2 separate regions of the Mus musculus genome follow, and region 2 is linked to region 1. The links are chromatin contacts, called in public promoter capture Hi-C maps. All regions are on one chromosome and are shown on one strand. Each heading gives the region's core, a stretch centred on a gene start, on an enhancer-like site or on the middle of the called end of the contact. The rest is flanking DNA. Distances are from core to core; before and after follow the strand shown.

Region 1 (5,303 bases), core at 2,199-4,698:
GCTACACTCTGTTCTTCTAGAAGACCTGCGTTCAGTTCCCAGCACCCACGTGGTTGGTCACAACCATCTGTAATTCTAGTTCCAGGGATTCTGGTGCCCATTTCTGGCTAAGGGGGTAAGAGCACTGGATGCTCTTCCAGAAGCCCCGAGTTCAATTCCCAGCAACCGCATGGTGGCTTACAACCATCTATAGTGGGATCTGATGCCCTCTTCCGGCAGGCATGATATATGCACACAGAGCACTCATAAATAAATAAATAAATAAATAAATAAATGTTTACAAAGTGCATGGTAGGCCAGGTGTGCATACACCTTTAATCCCAGCATTTAGAAGGAAGAGGGAGAGAGGTGAATCTCTGTGAGTTGGAGGCAGGCCTAGTTTACATCGCAAATTCTGGGTCAGTTAAAGGTACACAGTGGGATTTGAGCAAAACAAAACAAAACATGAAAAAAAAAATCCTGCAATGTAAGTCAGGCATGGTGATTTACACCTGAAATCCCAACACTTGAGATGCTAAAGCAGGAAGATCACCCTGACTTCAAGATGAGCCTGGCTGACATAATGAGTTCAAGCGCAACTTGAGCTATAGGATGAAGCCTTGATTCAGAAAAAAGTGTGTGGGGAGGGAAAACCCACCAAAAACCAAGATAAAAGCTGGAGAGACGGCACAGGGCATAAAGGTTCTTGCTACCAAGCCTGATGATCTGAGTTCAACTCCCAGGACCCACAGGGTGGTAGGAGAGGCCTCTTTTGAGTTGTCCCCTGACCTCCACATGTACACAAACAAATGTACAAAACGTGAGGGGAAAACAAAACAAAACAAAAAAAGCCCCAAAGAGCCAATAAAAACAGCATGAAATTCTATCTTCTGCCCTGCAATTAGGCAGCTACTGTTCTGATAGGGACCTGAAGACCCTGGTTCTAACATATCAAGGTTGGATGACAGCTTCCATTTCTCTCAGCTTCTGTTGCCTTTAAGTCCCACCCACTGAAGCAGAGCACTATTAAAAAAGAAGGTAACCCCTGGCCTGCTCCAGCTTCACCCACTCACCTCTCCTCCCTTCTTGGGGGCTATGCTCACTCCCAATCCCTGCCCTAACCCCACCTTCCATTTCCACCTAAAAGCACCTTTCCTCATTCAGATGTCTGACAATGACTATTCGAAAGCACCGAAGAAGAACTCACCGATCCACTTGTCTGTTTTGGACCAGGAAAGATCATCCTTGGTGCTGTCGTAGTAGCCGATCTTCTTGTAGCTGCCGCCTGAGCAGAGGACAGGAGTTGCCGTGGGTAAGGAGAAGACATTCTCAAGCTTCCATTACCCTCAAGGTTGCTCTCCGTGGTTGCATATAATAGTATATAATAAGCAACTCAAGGATGCTGTAAGGACCCAAGTCACCTGGGTAGGCAACCTAAATCCACAGCAACACAAGGTGATTCCCAAGGCAGTAAGTATACATGAATAAGCAGTGCATGTGTATGGATAAATAAATATGTATGTGTGTATATATGAATAAGTAATATAACCCTTAAGCATGTGAGGCTCCACAGTGGAAGGCACCGTGGCGCGTCTACCACATCTTCTACTGCCTCACACCTCTCCCAGCAACACGTCTCTCGCTTCCAAAGCTTTAAACAATTTCTGCCTGTTCTCCCTCTTATGATGGACAGATTGCAGGATCCGCCCCCCCCACCCCCACCCCCTGTGGCTTTAATTTTAGAACCCTCTCTCCCTTTGGCTTGGGTTCTAATGCCTTGGAGAAGATACATCTGCCTCTTAAAGTACAAGGCAGTAAAAGGCAGTCACTCCTAAGGTGTCTCTTTGCAGAATGGCCACAGTTAATACAACTTTCCTTCCAAACGCCATCTCACACCCACTTCGCCCTGGCTGAAGTCCAGCCTCACTTGTCCCATATACAAAGAGAGCTGAGAGGATTTGGTGGCAGACGTTGGTGGGGGGAGGGAGGGAGGGAGAAAGAAACTTTTCCCAGAGGCTAAGAAATGGGTCTCTTGGCCACACCCACAAGAGGCTAAGTCAGGTGGAACGGAAGGATTAACTCACAGTAGGTCTGCAGACTCCTCAGAACTAAGTTACAGGGAACGCTATCTAGAAAGGCCAGTAGGACTGGAATGCTGTTCTCACATAGCAAGGAACTGAGTGAATTCCTTTTAAAAGAAGCCAGCTTTCCTTGATCTTTTTGGACACACTTTTTGGACAGCTCTTCACCTTTCAACCCAGCCTCAGGCAGGCAACTTCTGGGACTAAAACTAAAGCCACTGGGAAGAAAGAACAGCTGCTTTTTTTTTTTTTTTAACCTGTATGCCCCTTTGAAAGAACAGAATCACTGCAAAGATCCTACCCATGTTCTTTTTATCAGTATTTAAAAGCCTGACGAACACAATGCAATGTAGGCAAAATGTACCTGGCAATCTGTGGAGGCTGATCAATGTTCTTCCAAGAGAGCCCTCAGCCCAGTCCCTGCCCAGCCCTGCCTGCCCCTCCCTGAGCCCCCTCACACCCGGGCTCACCCTGTAGCTGCTCGATAAGCGTCCATGCCATCCGGGAGCCGCTGGCATCAAAGACCACGTGGCCCTGAGGAGAAACATGTGGAGGAAGGCAGAGGGGATAAAAGCAGGAGGAAAAGAGAACATCAGGGACTCCGAAACCTTCTGTTTTTGATGTAATTGAGCTTCTGAATGAAGGCTATTTATGGCATCCGTCCGCTGCATGTAGGACACACCCCAGATGCACATACCCTAGATTCTGGAAACAGTATTCTTTGGAGAAGAAGCTTCCTTCATCTTAAGATCTGAATTAGAGAGTCCCCCCGAGAGAGGATCAGGAGCAATCACCAAACCCTACTGGGCACTAATTTCCTTACTTTAAAAGGAATGAGGAGATGAATTCTCAAGTCGTTCTCTTTTTTTAAACTGTAAACACCTTGACCAGCTTGAAAAGCACTAGAATAGAGCAATTCTTTTCACTGCCATATTTTGTATGGCTTTCTGGTTTGGGGGGGTCCCACCTCCATAGTCTAAGACGGCTTTACTGATTCTGACAGAAAGATAACTGAGAAAATGTATCTAGGGACCTTCCAGGCATCTCCCTTTTCATGGGGTGCACAACAGAAGCTGCTGTAACTCACAGAAACACCCTCAAAGGAGGAGGAGTTCATGGCCCGGTAGATTTGGTCTGTAATGGTCTGGTTGTTGTAGTTAAAGTCCTCCAGGCGCACTCCTGAACGGCCACCTCCTCCAGAGGTCTTGTTCAAGGCCAAAGCCAAGGCCCAGATAGCATCATAGGCCAGTGGTGCCTCCTGGAAGCCTCCAGTCTCCTCAGGGTGTCTTTTCAGCCGCTTGGTTAGTTTCTCCACAAATTCCTGTGATGTCTGGAGGGAAGAACAAGAGGAGAGAGCATTGAAATGTGCGTGGGCGCAGGGGGAGAGGCCTCAGTTCTGGCTCAGACACTGTGACTCGAGCGGATGGTTTGTGTTCGTGTTGTGGGGTAGACCATATGTACAGACAAAATCGTTAGCTATACCCATGTGTCTATCTTGGGTTGGAAGCTACAAGACTAAAAGCGGGGATTAGCTGAGTCCAATGGTCTTAAGAGTGTACAGCTGCTAGCTCAGAACTACAAACAACAGAGAAATCTGATGAATAAACACTCTGGGAAATGAATGGCAAACGAGCGAAGCAAAGACCCAGCCAAGGAAGAGATGGATATTGCAGGCAGCTGGCATTCTCCCAACCCTCAGGCTCTTACAGCAGAGGTGACCCAGGAGCTAACAACTCCTCCAATTTTGAAAGATCCAGAAAAGGCGACACCACAGCCTTTTGCACTCTGCCTGCGAACCAGGAGGATTGTTCTTTAGGGAGCTAACTTCTCGCTAGTCTGATATGACTTCTGTTGGCTGCCTCCTTGGACTGGCGACAGCCACAGGAAGCAGTCTTCACATGGTACAGGTCCAGATTCAGTCCTATTCACACCCCTTTTTGCACTCAACCTTTTTTCTAAGGAACCTAAAAAGAACGGCAATCCCTTTAACTTTCATGGATGAAGAGAACTGGCCGTATAGCTTACAATAGCTCTGCTTGGCTTTCTTACTTATGGGTGAATGAATTCCTGAACCTCTCAGAATTGCCTTCCACATAACAGAGAACATCATACCTTCCCTTCCTGACCAGATAGGAAAACATTTAAATTTGTCTTGGCAGAGCACTTGTATGACACAGAGTCACTGCACAGATAATTGGTCGGGTTTAGAACGTTCACAGGCACACTCTAACAAAGCAGAGATGATACACGAATGAAGAATCTTTGTTCCTGGCCAGTGAGATGATTCAGCATGTAAAAGCACCTACTTACTGCCAAGCCTGAGTTGGATTTCTGGTACACACATAGTGGAGGGAGAGAACCAACACCCAAAGGTTAACTTCTGACCTTCACATATGCACCTTGGTGTGAACACATACATAAAATAAATGGATAAAATGAAATTTTAAAAAATCTTTAAACCTTGTTCCCATGCCCTAAAGACATTTATTTTTCTGTCTAATTTTCTAGAAATAGCTTGGGCCTTGAAACACAAAGGTCTGGGCTCAACTACACTAGAACAGAAAGAAGCTCCATTCCTCTCTTGAGGACTGGTACCTATCGTTGAGCACAGCTCAAAGTGGACATACTATAAATGCCCCTGGAAATCTGTAATTCACATGGCACTGCAAAGGTAGACACACGCCACGTGTACCCCTGGAATGCAAAACTCTAACAGCTGGTCCTAATATAAGCCACAAGCTTTGAGTGACAACAGCTGGTTGATAAAGATCATCAACATTCACAAGTATACTCCTGTGGCGGTGTAACCTGATAATGGAGAAGGTGTGCATGGGGAAGTATGGGAACTCCGGGCCTTCTTTTCAATTTTTCTGTGAACCTAAAACAATAACATCTCCAAGTAAAAAGAAAGTCTGGTTGGATAAGTAGATGAATGGGTTCTAACTCTAATTAAACCACTTACCTACTAAGAAATCTCAAGCAAGTTATTAAATCTCACTAAACTGAGTATTCAGCTTGAAAATGGGAATAATACTGTGTTAAAGTGCTCCAGCAAGGATTAAGTAAGAACACATAAAACACTGCGTATGAAGTATATTACATTCTCTCTCTACGAGTCTCCCTGGTTGCACCCTTGTCTTTGTTCCCAATGCTCAGGCCTGTAATTCTGACCCCAAACCTTACATCTTGTAGGTCCCATTTACTCAAACACATTGTGGCTATATATGACCACTGATCTCAAAT
Region 2 (5,234 bases), core at 774-3,273, 230 kb after region 1:
CTTAAAATGTTGGGGGTTGGAGGGGACACCCAGAGTCATCGCCTACCCCAGAGGAGAAGGGAAGGAGGGATAGGGGAAGGACTGTGGGAGGGGGTGACCTGGAAGGGGGCAGTGAACAGGATGTAAAGTGAATAAGAAAAATAAATAAAAAAAAATAGTAAGATATACCATACAAACACACATCCAAGTGTTTATATCAGAATATGCTTCAAAAGTCCACGTGAAAAAGGCTTGTTCTGCTGGGCGTGGTGGCGCACGCCTTTAATCCCAGCACTCAGGAGGCAGAGGCAGGCGGATTTCTGAGTTCGAGGCCAGCCTGGTCTACAGAGGCTTGTTCCTTGCATCAGCACTACTGAAAACCAATTCAGACCTTACGAGGTGTACCACTTTAGGACACTGAGATAGCATCATAGAAGGGGGCTGTGGCATGCTGATGTATCTCTTTCTCCTCTCTTCCTGCCTATTACATGAGTGGTTTTGTTCTTCTGCGCACTGCTCTCTCTGTGCCTGCTGCCTCATGGTAGGCCCAGATCAACAGGTACCAATGGGTCATATGCTGCAACTTCTAAGCCTGTGAACCAAAATCAACCTTTCTCCTCGTGTGTTCATTATCTGAGGTATCCATTACATAAGTGTCTCTGAAAACTCTGAAACCAAATCTAAAAACCAATGCAGTGCAGCAACCTGGGTGAGAATATGGAGGGATAAGGTGAAAAGGAAAAGGTGAATAAATATAGTGTGTGGACTTTGGCCAATAATAATGTGTTATTTGTCAATGAAAGGAAATCAGTTGGGAGTTATAGACACTTCACACACTGTTTTCTCAATTTTTTCTGTAAATGTACAACTGTTCTAAAAAAAATTAAGTGTATTCAAAAGTGTGGGCAGATGCCTGTAATCTCTGTAATCGAAGCACTCGAGGCAGGAGGCTAACCTGGGCTGCCATGGTCAGTTTCAGACCATTTTGGATACATGGAGACACCCTGTCGTTGTCATCACCATCGTCATCATTATCAAATTTAAAAGTTGCAGTTTTAAAGGCATTAATGAAAGCTTTCTTTTAGAAAAATATGGGTTTGTTTGTTTGTTTGTTTTAACTTGGGAGGAATACTCTAGGCATCATGAATCCATCTCACTAACAAGGGGTTCAGGCATGCATGAACGAGCGCATGTCATTCTTCCCTTCTTTGAAACACACACAAATGGTTGTGTTGTCAAAATCTGGAATGTACGGGGAATTGTTAAGTGTCTCCTCCTATTCACTTCCCAAAGTTAAATTCATACATTTCTTTTCTTTTCTTTTTTTTTTTTTTGGGTGGGGGTGGGGGTGGGGGTCAAGACAGGGGCTCTCTTTGTAGCCCTGGTTATCCTAGAATTCATTTAGTCTGTAAACCAGACTGGCCTCTAACTCCCAAGCACTGGGTGTAAAGGCGTGCACCAGTCCACAGCCAGGTTTATACTTTCTTTTCCTAAGCTAATTAGGTAGTAAAATCATCAGTGATAACGAACGCACAGCTCTTGGTACAACTAGCTAAACCAGTTTACTCTGAGGATAAATAAATAAAAAAAAAATAAACAGATACATAAATATAAGACCTGCTTCTGGTCATGCAGGGCTCCAAGCCACCAGGTGGAACGTCATCCGGGTCCCGCTCACTTCTGGCTCTGGGGACTGGAAGAGACTGAAGTAAGTCTGGGTTGGACCTGAGGAGGAAGGAACACGGCGAGCTCAGGGCGAAAGGCCCAAAGGCGAGCCGGGGACGCGGCGCTCACGCGAGCTCGCCGTCCCGCGCGCCCGGGCCTGGTTAGCCCTGCCCAGGGCCCGCGGCCGCCTTCGCTGTCCCCACCCGGGTCGCACGGCGGCCGCTCCTCCGCGTCTCCTCACCAGTGCAAACCGCACTCACCCGCGCCGCTCTCCGGGCCGGGTCACTCCTCTCCCTGGAGCTGCTCCGCGGGGTAGGTCCTGAGCAAGCAGCCGGCACCACAGTCTCCCCGCCCAGCAGTCTCCGGGAGCTCCGGGCCCTCCGCCGAGATTTCTCTGGGACCAGCCCTGGGATTGGCTCTTGCCAAACTCCATCCTCCAATGGGAACTTCAGGATTCTTGACGTCACTGATCACTGGGCAAATCCCCAGGCAGCGGCCAAAGAGGTGAAGCGGCCGGGCCCGAGAAAAGGAAAGTGAAATCGGAAGCGGCCAGTGCGTCACGGTTGTCTTCCAGCTGCTGAGGTCGCGCGAGGCCTCGTGTAGGTTAGGGTGCTGAAGCCCCCATAGCTTTCGAGACCCCATTTCTGATTCCCTGCGGTTAGGGGTGGGCTGGGGTGTCTGCAAGGGCTGGGTTTTAGATGGGGTTTCCTCCTCAGGGCCTGCCTCTAACTAAGATCAGACCAGTCTATCAAGTTTTTCCAAGATCCATCACAAATATCATTTTCGAAGCTCCTGGCTAGGATGAACCATTTTTGACAACTAGCCTTCCTTACACAAGGCAGGTGCTGTTCCTGCTGTACAGAACAAAGTAAACACACATACACATTCCACACTCCACCCCACACCACAGTGATAGTTCAGTGGGTAAAGATGCTTGCCACCAAATCAGATGACTGGCTTTCAAATCCCATATCCCCCACATGATGGGACATGAGAACATCTATTCTGGTTGTCCTCTAAGCTCCACAAGCACATGCACTCTCCACCTACGCTAAATAAATAAATGCAAAACATTTAAAGATCCTGGCGCTAGGGAAACCGAGGCATTAGAGTTCAATACCAGCCTGGGCTACGAAGGGGGAATTTGTTGAAAACTGAGAAAAACTACAGAACCTGCAATATCTGGTACTGAGGCCCTCTACAGGAGCTTTGAGAGCCTCCTGCAGCTCCACAGCCAAGGACTCGACCACGCCCACTAGCCTGAAAGCCCTTTTTGCACACAGCTTTCTGCTCTGCAGGAAATCCACAGTTCCTGCTACTTCCAAAGAAGTAGTCCGAGCTGCAGGAGGGCTCCGAGTCCTAAGTCCTAACATTTCACCAACATATGGGGAGTGCTTTTGAGTTTCCTGTGAGCTGTTGTAGGGGGTGGAGCGGAGTTCTGGATGCCTGTGCTCTGGACTTTGATCTCAGCACACCCTAAAATCACTAGATACCTGCTCTTTCAGTTGATATTGGGGGTGGGAGCTTTGTTTTGTTTTGTTTAGAGACAGAGTCTCACTATGTAGCTCTGGCTGTCCTGGAACTCGCTCTGTAGACCAGGCTGCCCATATTCAGTACCGGTTCTTCCCACTCTGCCTGCGTTTCCCTTATATCTACAATAAAAATCTTCTCCATACTTAAGGAATAGTCACAGGGAGTACCTCAACGATGGTCAGAGCCAAGGAATGCTGCCAAAAAAAAAAAAAATCATATTACACAACAGAGCTCATGAAAAAGATTTATTGGAAGTGGAGTGAGAAGCAGGGCAGGCTGTGATGGTGCAGGCTTTATAATATGGGGTATGGAACATGCATATAGTGAAAATGCAGGACAGTGGCGAAAGTGAAAAAAAAGCCAGGTCCCATTGGTCTTTAGTAATGATGAGGATTGAAGGGCAGGGGATAGGGGAGCTTGGTTTTGGAAATGTGGGTGACTCTCGGTTGACTAACACTTGTTTTTTCATTCACTGTCTAAATGGGTAACCCACCATACATTAATCTATTTTGATTTATTTATGCATGTCTCATACACTGATAGTGGGTTTTTTTTTTGTTGTTGTTTTTTGTTTTTGGGTTTTTTGTTGTTGTTTTTTGTTTTTTTGTTTTTTTGGTTTTTTTTTTTAGATGTGGGTGTGGAGAGATGGCTCAGAAGTTAAGGGCAATTATTCTCGTAGAAAACCTGGATTCCACGCCCAGCAACCATAAGACAATTCACAACTGCCTTTAATTTCAGATCCAGGGGATTCTAGACTCTGATCTCTTTGGGCACCAGGCATACAGACAGGTCAGGCCCATACACGCATGCGGGTGAACTACTCACATATAAAATAAACAAATAAGCCAGCCATGGTGGCACACTGTTGCAGGATGTTTGATCACACCGTTAACCCTGTGAGACTGCGTTGTTCACTGGAAAAACCTGTTTCTGGTTGTGGTGTGGCTCAGCCTTGGCACACACCTTTTTTCTCAAACAATGAAGGTCAAGTTAGTCGAAGGAAGCACCTATGTTTGAAAGTGATGTCTAGTTGAGTGACAGACAAAGTGACGAATCAAAGAAAGATTTGACAGAGTAGGATATGCCCATCTCTCATGAGAACAGAAAGGAAAGTGAGACCGCATAAGAGAGTGCAGAAAGAGAGAAGGTAGTTTTACCAGGAGAGTTTTACAGAGACAGGTTGAAGAGAGATAAGCTAGACACAGGTGAAGACAGAACGATTCAGAGAATGAGAAGAAACCAGAAGATCAGAACAGATTACCTGAGTTAGTTTGAGGCCAAGCAGAGCAAAAAGTCAGAGGATGAGAGAGAAGCCAGACTAATCTGTCAGCTTGGAGAGGAGTTTGAGCCAGAACAGTTGAGTTGACCAGCCAGCCAGAGTTCAGTAAGCCTCCATCTGAGATGACAATTACACCAAGTGAATAAAAGTTACTTTTACAGTACATAGGCTTTAACCTCAACATTCTGGAGGCAGAGGCAGGTAGATCTCCGAGTCTGAGGTTAGCATGGTCTACAGATTGAATATCAGGATAGCTAAGCCTGAACTGAGAAACCTTGTCTTAGTTAGGGTTTTTCTGCTGGGAACAGACACCATGACTAAGGCAAGTCTAATAAAGGACATTTAATTGGGGCTGGCTTACAAGTTCAGAGGTTCAGTCTATTATTATCAAGGTGGGAGCATGGCAGCATCCAGGGAGGCATGGTGCAGGCAGAGCTGAGAGTCCTGCATCTTCATCTGAAGGCTGCTAGTGGAAGACTGACTTCTTGGCAGCTAGGATGGGGATCTTAAAGCCCATGCCCATAGTGACACACCTACTCCAACAAGGATACACCTCCTAATAGTGCCACGCACTGGGACAAGCATATACAAACCATCGCAAACCTTGTGTTGAAAAGCCAACCAAAGTGTTTCATATGTGTGTATGCATGCATGTGCATCATGTGTATGCCCAGTGCCAGTGGATGCCAGATGAAGGCATCAGATTCTCTGGAACTAGAATTACAGGCTGTTGTAAGAGGATGAAATGGGTGCTGGGAGCTGAACCCAGGTTATCTCC

What was found. Promoter capture Hi-C pulls out the DNA fragments that hold promoters and counts their contacts.
Region 2: a promoter capture Hi-C map of hippocampal neurons shows a contact between it and region 1, with 2.0 times the contacts expected there. The contact joins the promoter of Trim26 here to the enhancer-like site in region 1. A contact is called at or near these places in 15 of 39 promoter capture datasets (the 3T3-L1 cell line, 3T3-L1-derived adipocytes, the HPC-7 cell line and 11 more), 24 of 484 Hi-C or Micro-C datasets (CD8 T cells, the G1E-ER4 cell line, brown adipocytes and 16 more), 15 of 115 datasets of contacts at active chromatin or transcription factors (T-cell acute lymphoblastic leukemia, acute myeloid leukemia, bone marrow-derived macrophages and 6 more) and 4 of 9 other capture datasets (adipose tissue, embryonic stem cells, liver and 1 more).

What each region holds. Positions count from the first base shown.
Region 1 is chr17:37,060,621-37,065,923 of GRCm38.p6, reverse strand. It overlaps Gabbr1 (gamma-aminobutyric acid (GABA) B receptor, 1), which reads right to left. Exons shown (of 23, transcript NM_019439.3): 12 at 3,148-3,390; 13 at 2,531-2,594; 14 at 1,187-1,264. Among named protein-coding and RNA genes, the nearest start is that of Gabbr1, 17 kb to the right of the region's middle. Within about 2 kb of position 3,448, at least 50 of the 459 cell types and tissues checked have an H3K27ac peak or open chromatin away from gene starts, as enhancers often do. A contact at or near this core is called in cerebral cortex, differentiating embryonic stem cells, embryonic fibroblasts and 3 more, where this site is marked.
Region 2 is chr17:36,833,935-36,839,168 of GRCm38.p6, reverse strand. It overlaps Trim26 (tripartite motif-containing 26), which reads right to left and starts at 2,023. Exons shown (of 10, transcript NM_001025599.3): 1 at 1,905-2,023; 2 at 1,597-1,704.